Linked DNA regions of Anas platyrhynchos: region 1 is linked to region 2. A link is a contact called in public Hi-C data. All regions are on one chromosome and are shown on one strand. The core of a region is the stretch at or near the end of the contact, and the rest is flanking DNA. Distances in the headings are between cores, read along the strand shown. Region 1 overlaps POLR3B (RNA polymerase III subunit B). Region 2 overlaps POLR3B (RNA polymerase III subunit B).

Region 1 (4,567 bases), core at 1,285-3,784, 36 kb before region 2:
GCAACATCAGTGTGTGCTTGTTTGTTTACAGGTGAAGGAATTCAACTTTCGTGCCAAGTGCATATACACAGCAGTGATGGTGCGTAGAGTAATTCTGGCTCAAGGAGAAAATAAAGTAGATGACAGAGACTACTACGGAAATAAACGTTTGGAGTTGGCAGGGCAGGTAGGTTTTTTCTTCAGAGCTAAGGTTCTTCTGGGATTTTGTTAGTAGCTGTTCTTAAAAGATGCAAATAAGGAGCATCCTCATCTTCTCAGCTGAAGAGTTTTTCCTCATTTTATTTTCTTTGGCTTTTCTATGTTGACTTGTAAATATGTCAGTTGGGACTAATAAATTGTATCCTCACTTCTGTTCTGCCTCTATACCAGATAAAAGGACAGAAAAGTAGAAATAGTGCCACAGTTCTGTTTCCATCATAGCACTGGTACTGCCAAGACATCTACCGTAAGATCCATCTTCCAGTGTCCCTACGTAAGCAACAGGGTAATGAACTGGATCTGAGTAGGTGCCAAAATACTAGGCCCAGGCTGTGCCACTACGGAGAATCCAGCTTCTGTAGCAGCTCACAGAACAGTCGCTGGAGCCTTCTGTAATTTGGAGAAGCCCCTAGAATTGCTTATTTGTTGTCAACTGCCTTTCTAGCCTCTGAAGTAGCATGAATCAACAAAGTATATGGTCTGAAGCCTTACTAGACACTTCTTTTCGAGCAATAAGCTCTGTTTTGAGCCTTCAAGAGAGGAAGCACAAACACTTGATTTGTTACAGAGGCTCTTACCATCTTTTCTGGGTGCAGCTGTGTCTGCTGAAGATGTTAAAATCCCCCACTGCTTCTGTTTGTCCACCAGAAGGATGTTACAACCCTCAAGTTCTGGCAAAAAATGACTAGTGGGTAAAATCTTCAGTTTACTGAGGGCAAGACTAGAAGGGGTTATCAGAATCTTTTAAAAATAGGTAAGTTGACTAACTAGTGAAAATGCAGTGCATGGACTTCCCTGCTTGCAGAATTTTGGCACTGGAGGTAGAAGCAGTAACAGAGGGCTGCAAGGGAGAGAATGGTTTGAGGTATCTGACTGGCACCATTCTTTAGCAGAGAGGGTGGTGGTTTGCAGCTGTGCGCCAAACTTTATTCTCCTAAAGCAGGAGTTGGTGAAGGAACAGCTTGTTTACCCTGGCATGGATGTTTCCTAACCATAGTGGTTATGTGACTAACTGATTTAGATAAAAATTGGATTTTATTGCTGTGCTCTGTATGAATTTAAGTTGGAATCTTAGTGCTCAAAATTGTCTCTGCTTATTAGAAATCCAGACACGTATACAGAATGCACCAGGCTGGAGAAGCTATGCATCCAGTTCTGTACATCGTTTGTACTGGGATTTCTGTTGCAGCAATGGAAATGCTCATTTGTATTGTACTTCTTAAGATGTCCTTGCATCTTCAAGATGGCCTTATAGGCCTCTTCTCCTTCCCACTTTGCCTTGTCTTCCATCCACACATGGGAACACACACACACACACACTGCACAATCATTTCAGAGTAAAAGTAAAAATGTGCTTTACTTCCTAGTTTCCTGAAAACCTAAGATGACACTCTTGAATACACTAAATAAAACTATGAAAACAAAAGATAAAACTATGAAAACTCATAACCAGTTAGGAAAGAAATTCCTTTCTTTACATTAGTAAGGGACTGTCCATCAAGCTTCTACTCTTGTACCAAAGCAGAATCTACCTTTAAGGCGTAATGCTCGATAGGAAGACAGTGCAATATTCTAGTTCGATGAAAGTTTTAATGTGTAATGGATTTTTATCTGTTTGTTTTTTTGTTTGTTTGTTTTTTCTGTTGTACTGTTGCTGTAGATCAGTATGACTGTAATCAATGTAGTTAGTGCTCTGCCATCGTATTATTTAACTGGATTGAGAAACAGTTGGGTTTTCCTAATAATTTAGAGGCAGAAAATAGAGCAGGTAAAAAGTTTTGTACAAGCTGTACGAAAAAGGCTTCTGCGCACAAATGTTAACAGATGAAGTCATTTTAAATTAACTGGGGAGGGGGGTTAAATGTAGAGGATCATCATAACAAAGGCAGTGCATATTTTTTCTACATCAAGGAGAACTGTGCAGGGGGGGTTGTAACGCTTGATTAAGAGTAGTTCTGGATCCCTTGTGATATTTTAAAGGCTCATTTCAAGCTGAACACTTGAATTCCTCTCTGCCATGTTATCAGTGTAATATTAATTTGATTGGATTACAGACTAAAAAGCCTAGAGATCATTTGTCAGTTTCTAAATGTTTGTGTTTAGCTAAAGTTTGTGTGATTAAAATGGGCAGTGAGGGTTTTTTTGTTTTGTTTTGTTTTTGTCTTAATGCCAGCATGTTCCTGGAATAAAAATCCTGTTGATTTAAAATTTGAATAAAGAAAAAAAAAAGAAAAGATTCCCATGTGAGGAGAAAAACATAGCAGTCTAAACAATGTAAAGACATAAAAGGCATTGTGTTTATAAAGATGTGTGAAAACAATAGCTGCTAATTTCACACCCCATGGGACAAGAGAGTACGAAATGTGCTTTAGCTTTAGATAACAGAGTTGTATCCACTAGCCAAGCTGGTTTACAGAGCTTTCTCTTAGTCTTGCTGCCACTAGAGGCTTGGTAGGCCAGGTGCCAGCTGAGGTGTTAGCAAAACCTACCGATTTCAGGCTTAATCTTTTCACCTACCTTTTCTGTTTCCTTAATGTGTTCATTATTTGCTAAGCATTACTCTGTTCTTTGTCCTCATTTTTTTTTTGTTTCTAATGCAGCTTGCTTTGTATGGGTGAGATATGGAACAGCACCAAAATCCGGCACCCTGGAAAGCAAGGGATTTCTACCCTGTGACAAAAGAATACCGCCTTGACTTCAGAGATTGCCTAATCCCAGCTGTTCTGATAATATAATTAAGGCTGCCTAATGTCTTTAATTTTGCAACCAGTTTGTGTGAAAGGGAGAATTTGGCACTCTAAAGGCTTAAACGCTAAATAGCAATCTCAAGGCGCCTAATTAGAATTCTCTGACATTAAGCTAATTGGTGAAACTGTATTTCAGCAGCTTAACTTCTTTATTAATTTTTCTTTGGATTTTCAATGAAAATCAATTGATGAGCTGTCAGAATTTTTTTTTTCTTAAATATAATTTGCTCTTTAGCGATCCTGTCTTAAGCAGGCTGAAAGGCCCTGGACTAACTATGAAATCCACTGAATATTATCACTGGCATTCCATCCTTTTCCTTTAATCACTTACTCTTGACCTAAATAATGTGGTTATTGTGAGACTCTGCCTTGCCAGATAGTCAGAGCTCTTACAGACTGAGAGTCTGTGAGTGAAATTAGCAAAGTGTTAAGCTTTTCAGACTGGCAAATACGGGCAAGTTCATGTACTTGGGGTGTAACTTACTTTACTAGTTCAGAGCAGAGGAAGGATGATGTGACTTTATAATCTCTACAGCACGCGGAGTTAGGAGTTTTGATTTCTTGATCATAAAATTTTTAAAATATGAAAGCATTTTCCGGAGTGACCTTTGTTAAATGTCCTGCTCAGAAACCTGTTGATATCGTATTTATACCATGATTGATTTCAAAAGATTTCTTATTTAACAAGACTTTCAGACATCTTAAAACTGCATGCATCCCTTCCCTTTTCCCTCCATTTGAAATACGTCCCTCATAATCAAATTTTTTTTGAGACACCAGTGAGTTCTTCTTAATATGATGCTTCATAAAAGGTGTTTTTACTTCTGAGGAAATTCTTCTATAATGAGCTGTAACATCGCAGGTGTGTTGCAGGTGACTGGATTTCTTTTGATAAGAGTGAGAGGGTATCATCTAGTAAAGGTGAGTAGCACTGTAAGGATCAGGAATGGCAAGAGGCTTCCTTCCTCTCATACCAGGTCCAAAAAAAAAAATATAACAACACTTAATCAATTTCTAGCAAAGACTTTGTGCCCTAAATGGAAAAAGGATGCCATTTCTGTCAAGAGTTAACAAACAGTGTGTTGTTATTGGTTTGTGTGGTTGGTTTACTGTTTGGTAACTGAGCAGTAAGTGTTCCCTATGTATTGTAGAGTGTTGAAGGTACTCCAATCTTACTCTCTGTTAAGGCCAGTGAGAGTTTTTTGTTGCAAATCATATGCCTGTCTTGAGTTTCCAGTGCTTTTTGGTTATTCCTAAGTGCATATGTGATGCCAGTGAAAAGGGTATTTTATAATTTAGATCCTTGCTTTACAGGACCATTTGCCAGATGTTTTGGCCAGCCCAGCTGGGACATGTAGGTGGAGGAAAGCAAGTGAAAACTCGTGGCCCATCCCATTGATAGAATAACGTGTGGTTTGCTTTCTTTGCTTCCAGAAGGGAAAGAAATGTTACAACTGTGTTTAATGGAGACCGTTATAATTCAGTTTAATTCTGTACATACAGAAATTAAACTGTACAACTGACTCCAGGAAGTCTTAGCTTGTGATGGCTGAAAATTTAACTTGTTCAGCCTCCCTGTGCCGTGTATGCTGGGAACATCCAGCATTTGGTAGCTGCTGCAT
Region 2 (4,234 bases), core at 63-2,562:
TATCTACATAACAAAGTATTTATGCATATAATTTTAGGATAAAAAAAACTGTGTACACAGGAGATGGTGTTTTTTTGTTTGTTTGTTTTTTTCTCATTTTCAGCAAATGATTGCTGCTTGGTGGGGAGGGATAAAAGGATGTTATCGATTTATCATAATGGAACAATGAAAATTAATTTCAATAGGTTCAAAAACTAAATATGACCCCCACGCCCAGACACTCCGCTCCTTTTTTTTTTTTTTTTTCTCCTACCCCCTTCCCCCATGCTTACCATTCTCATTCTATTAACTACTGTCCCGTACACCTATCCCTGTCTTGCTTGGACAGTGGAAGAGGAGCTCCCTCCTGAGCAGACGCCGATATCCCCCTGTGAAGTGGCTGCTCGGGGGATGCCTTTTTAGGGATGTAACCCGCACCCTCAGTCATCCAGGAGCCCCCTCCGCTCCAAGGCTGTTCCCAAAACGTGCTCTGGCAGTTGCAGCAGGCTGCTCTCAAATAGCTTGCAGGCTTTTTCAGTTCTGAGGGCTTCTGGAAGAAATTGTCCAGCTGAAACAGTAGCTGTGCTTCAAAGGAGCGCAGGCTTAAGCAGCTGCATTTTAGCACCTGAATTTGTGTGTTAGATCTCTCGGTCATTTCGAGCTGCAGTATTTTAATCTGCAGAATTCACAGTTGTAAGGGAGAGAAAGGAAAATTTCGCCACGTATGACAGGCTATTTGAAATGAGTTTTTGTGCTTCTGTTTAACGTGGCACAAGTAGCTTTAGAGTTTGGCTTTTTGTTTGTTTGTTTTGCTTCCAGTAATCTGGTGAGATTGAAAAAAACTTTTTGATTTTTTTTTTCCAAAAGGTACAATTTTTGTTTGTTGACTGACAAAACACAAGCAGTATGAGGAGTGGACTGTACTTGGTAATTTATTGGGAGCAGTCTTTGCTCAGCAAATGAATGCTACCTGAAAAAACATCCTTTTGTTCTCATTTTTAGTATTTTCTCCTAATCTCCCCTCAGTTGCTGTCAAAACCTGACTTCGTTTGTTTTTATTAAGTATTAATAAAGAGATTAAGTATTAATAAAGAGTACATTAAAGAAATTCTGAATTGATGATAGAGAAAATAGAGACCTGCTTTCTTTCTTTTTCCCCACCCCCTAGAAATAACAGTATCAGCTCTAAAAACTGTGTCTCCTTTGAGATATTCCAGACTGATTGGTCAGAAGTTTCTGGTTGCCTCTGAAAACTGTATCTAAAGCTTTCTTCCCTAATTTGCTAGCTCACAAATCACTGGGAGCATTATGTAAGGGTATGCTAATTTCGCCAGTCCTGTCACAAGGGCTCTCTTCTAGCCTGCAGGTTGCGAGCACTGGTCATGGTAATGAATCTGGGTAAAAAGTGATCCATGAGAAAGAGAGGAGGAGGAAAACACTAAAGAAAAATCTGGTGATGAGCGTCAGCCCTGCTGGTGGTTTGCTGTTTGTGAATTGAAATGTTCTCTCTTCTGCAGGGGTGTGCGGACTGATTGTTCCTCAGGAGGACATGCCGTTCTGCGATACAGGGATCTGTCCAGATATCATAATGAACCCTCACGGCTTCCCATCGCGTATGACGGTTAGTGGCTATGTTGTGTGATTCAGGAGGCAGTGTTCCCCAATAAAGAAAGTGAAGTGGATTAGCCAGAAGAAGCAAAAAATTTGAACCACGCGGTCACACTGAGAATATTCTGCAGTCACCGTGCCACGTGCTTGCTCTCTTATGAGTAGTCAGCCATCTGTTTGGCATATTTTGAAACATCCTGCTGTAAAAAAGTAGGGATGTGGGCTGTTTTGTGCATCATCCTCATTTTGTTCACCATCGAGCTAATAGAAGAGCAACCAGGTACCTCAGTTCTGCCTTTTCCCTTTGAAAATTTCTTGCTCTCCTTCCCAGTTGGCTATGCCCACTAGGCCAGCTGGGGGCAGACTGGGAGGGGAAGAGTGGAGAGGAGTCTCAGTCATAGTTCCTGACCTATATAACTCTTTACATTACACATGCCTCCCTGGAATTCATGCAAGGCTCATACCTGTGATGCTGAGCCGTGCTAGATAAATTACAGCCTGGCCTTTTATATGGGACCTCCATGATCACTTGGTACAGCCTCTGGTCTTTTTGTCTTTGTTAGCTTCTTCTGTTTCCCCCGCTGCACCGTAGCGTGTTAACCTCTGCGGCTGTCTCCCAGTGCAGAAGGCCACGTTGGACCATGCTCACTTTTCAGACAAGTGGAAAAAATGGGGCTGCCTGACTCTGGACCTTCAAGGGATCCCACACCCTGTCTGTTTTTCACCCCTTCACACAGGCATAGTTCCTGACCTCCTTGGGTTTCTTCCACTCTTTTAATTGTGTGCAGTAACCCAGGTTGCCGTCTCAGACTCTTTGTCTGGCTAACCAATGCTGTGACTGACCCAGAGATGTTCTGGCCCATACTGGAGAGCCCGCTGTTAACTCTGCTTTTCCTGTCACAGGTAGGAAAGTTAATTGAACTCCTGGCTGGAAAGGCTGGGGTGCTCGATGGCAGGTTTCACTATGGAACAGCTTTTGGAGGCAGTAAAGTTAAGGATGTGTGTGAAGATCTTATTCGCCATGGTTATAACTACCTAGGGAAGGACTACGTAACATCTGGTATCACCGGGTAAGAATCTGCTGCATAGATTTAGATGTTTCAGGGGAGTGGGGAAATCCTGTTGAGGCACATCTGAAAAAGCTGCTTATGTCTCGGAGCTCAGGAACTTTCTGTTATTGACAAACCGCTCTGTGAGATGGAGGCAAGAGGCTGAAGAATGGGGTACTTCTTTTTTCTTAAAAGCGTTTTGTGGTTCCACACTGTAAGAATTATTAGTATTTGCATGGCTCTAACGTGAATGGCCATTGTAGTAGACATGAAAATCTCCCAACTTCTTCTGCATGACAAGAAAAGTAAAATCAAGGTTTTCCTTCTGAGAGATTGAAAGAAATTTCAAGTTTTGTTGGCAGCAATTCTCATATATGCTCAGAATCAGATTAGCATTTTCATATTGTCTTTAATAGTACTGTAAAATATGGATTTGGAAGCAGGTGTCTGTGCCTTGGGAATATTTTGTGTGTGCTCTTTTTTCTTTTTTTTTTCCCTCTTTCGATTACACAATGATTCAGTCTGGCATAATACTCTAATCTGCAAACTTCCTGCTGTGCTGATCAGACCAGCTTCTGAGACACAGAGTTCAAAGAACGTAAGATAGTTTAGGAACAGGAAAAGGCCATATGGCTCCACATGCCTGCCCTTCCAAAATGCATCTTAATCCTACCTTCCTGCTATTTTTATTATTCTCCCAGTCCCCTTCTTCACAAGGAGTAAGTTTTGCTCTCTGTTGTAAGTTGTTGGGTTTTCTGTTGTTTTGTTTTATTTTAGTTTTTCCTACCAACTTATTCCATATGTTTGCCTTTTGTTTCAGACAGATTTTATTCACTTTACCCACTCCATATTCCATAAATTCTTTATGACATATTGCAGCATTCGAAATGTTTTTTGTTAATACATTGTGAACATTGTTAAAACAAATCTGTCTAATCTTGTTTCCTGGGAAGAATAAAATCTTGCTGTAAAAATCCCTTGCCCCAAACTTTAACTTTGTACTACTTTATTTAGAGATTTGCTTTAGATACTTGTATTCTTCCAGGCAAATTTCACCTACTTCATTTATTTTTTATGAAATTTGAAGGCAAATATGCATGGAAGTTCCAAATATGTGTGCAAATTCCAAATGTCTAATTATATTTTATTATTTGTCTAGGTGGGCAGCTTTTGGAATAGCACTGCATCATGTCAGTAATGCCTGAATGGGAGGTTGTCTCCTGCTTGTTTTTACATTGCACATACATGTATATTTCTAAAAATAAATCAGTGGCAGTGCTGAGTTTCTCTGTTAAATCTAGTTGTTCTTAGGGAGTGCTGAAGGTGGTAGCTGGGAAGTGACTGAGTGCTTTCAGCTGTTGCTTTCTGATCTTCAGATGCTGATGCTGCTCTTACGGTTGGGATGACAGAAGTCTTTAGCCATTAATCCAGCTCACAGAAATGAGTAACACCCTCTGTGCTGCTTACAGATGTTCCCAAGTTGACACAAGTGCTTAAATGCAGTTCTGAAGAGTCCTTTTACCCTGCTCATCTCAGTCCCCAGTGCCAGCCTGGGCACTCTTGTCTCTCTCTTGGGGTAAATGTGTGCTAACTGTGAA

The links. Hi-C and Micro-C count contacts between places; a contact is called where the count stands out from the background.
Region 1: a Hi-C map of F5 follicle shows a contact between it and region 2, with 3 times the contacts expected there. The contact joins two enhancer-like sites. A contact is called at or near these places in 3 of 8 Hi-C or Micro-C datasets (F1 follicle, F5 follicle and small yellow follicle).

What each region holds. Positions count from the first base shown.
Region 1 is chr1:57,130,993-57,135,559 of IASCAAS_PekinDuck_T2T, reverse strand. It overlaps POLR3B (RNA polymerase III subunit B), which reads left to right. Exons shown (of 28, transcript XM_027449743.3): 12 at 32-166. Among named protein-coding and RNA genes, the nearest start is that of POLR3B, 22 kb to the left of the region's middle. Within about 2 kb of position 2,534, at least 1 of the 8 cell types and tissues checked has an H3K27ac peak or open chromatin away from gene starts, as enhancers often do. A contact at or near this core is called in F5 follicle, where this site is marked.
Region 2 is chr1:57,093,704-57,097,937 of IASCAAS_PekinDuck_T2T, reverse strand. POLR3B (RNA polymerase III subunit B) reads left to right here. Exons shown (of 28, transcript XM_027449743.3): 24 at 1,497-1,600; 25 at 2,491-2,657. Among named protein-coding and RNA genes, the nearest start is that of RFX4, 19 kb to the right of the region's middle. Within about 2 kb of position 1,312, at least 4 of the 8 cell types and tissues checked have an H3K27ac peak or open chromatin away from gene starts, as enhancers often do. A contact at or near this core is called in F5 follicle, where this site is marked.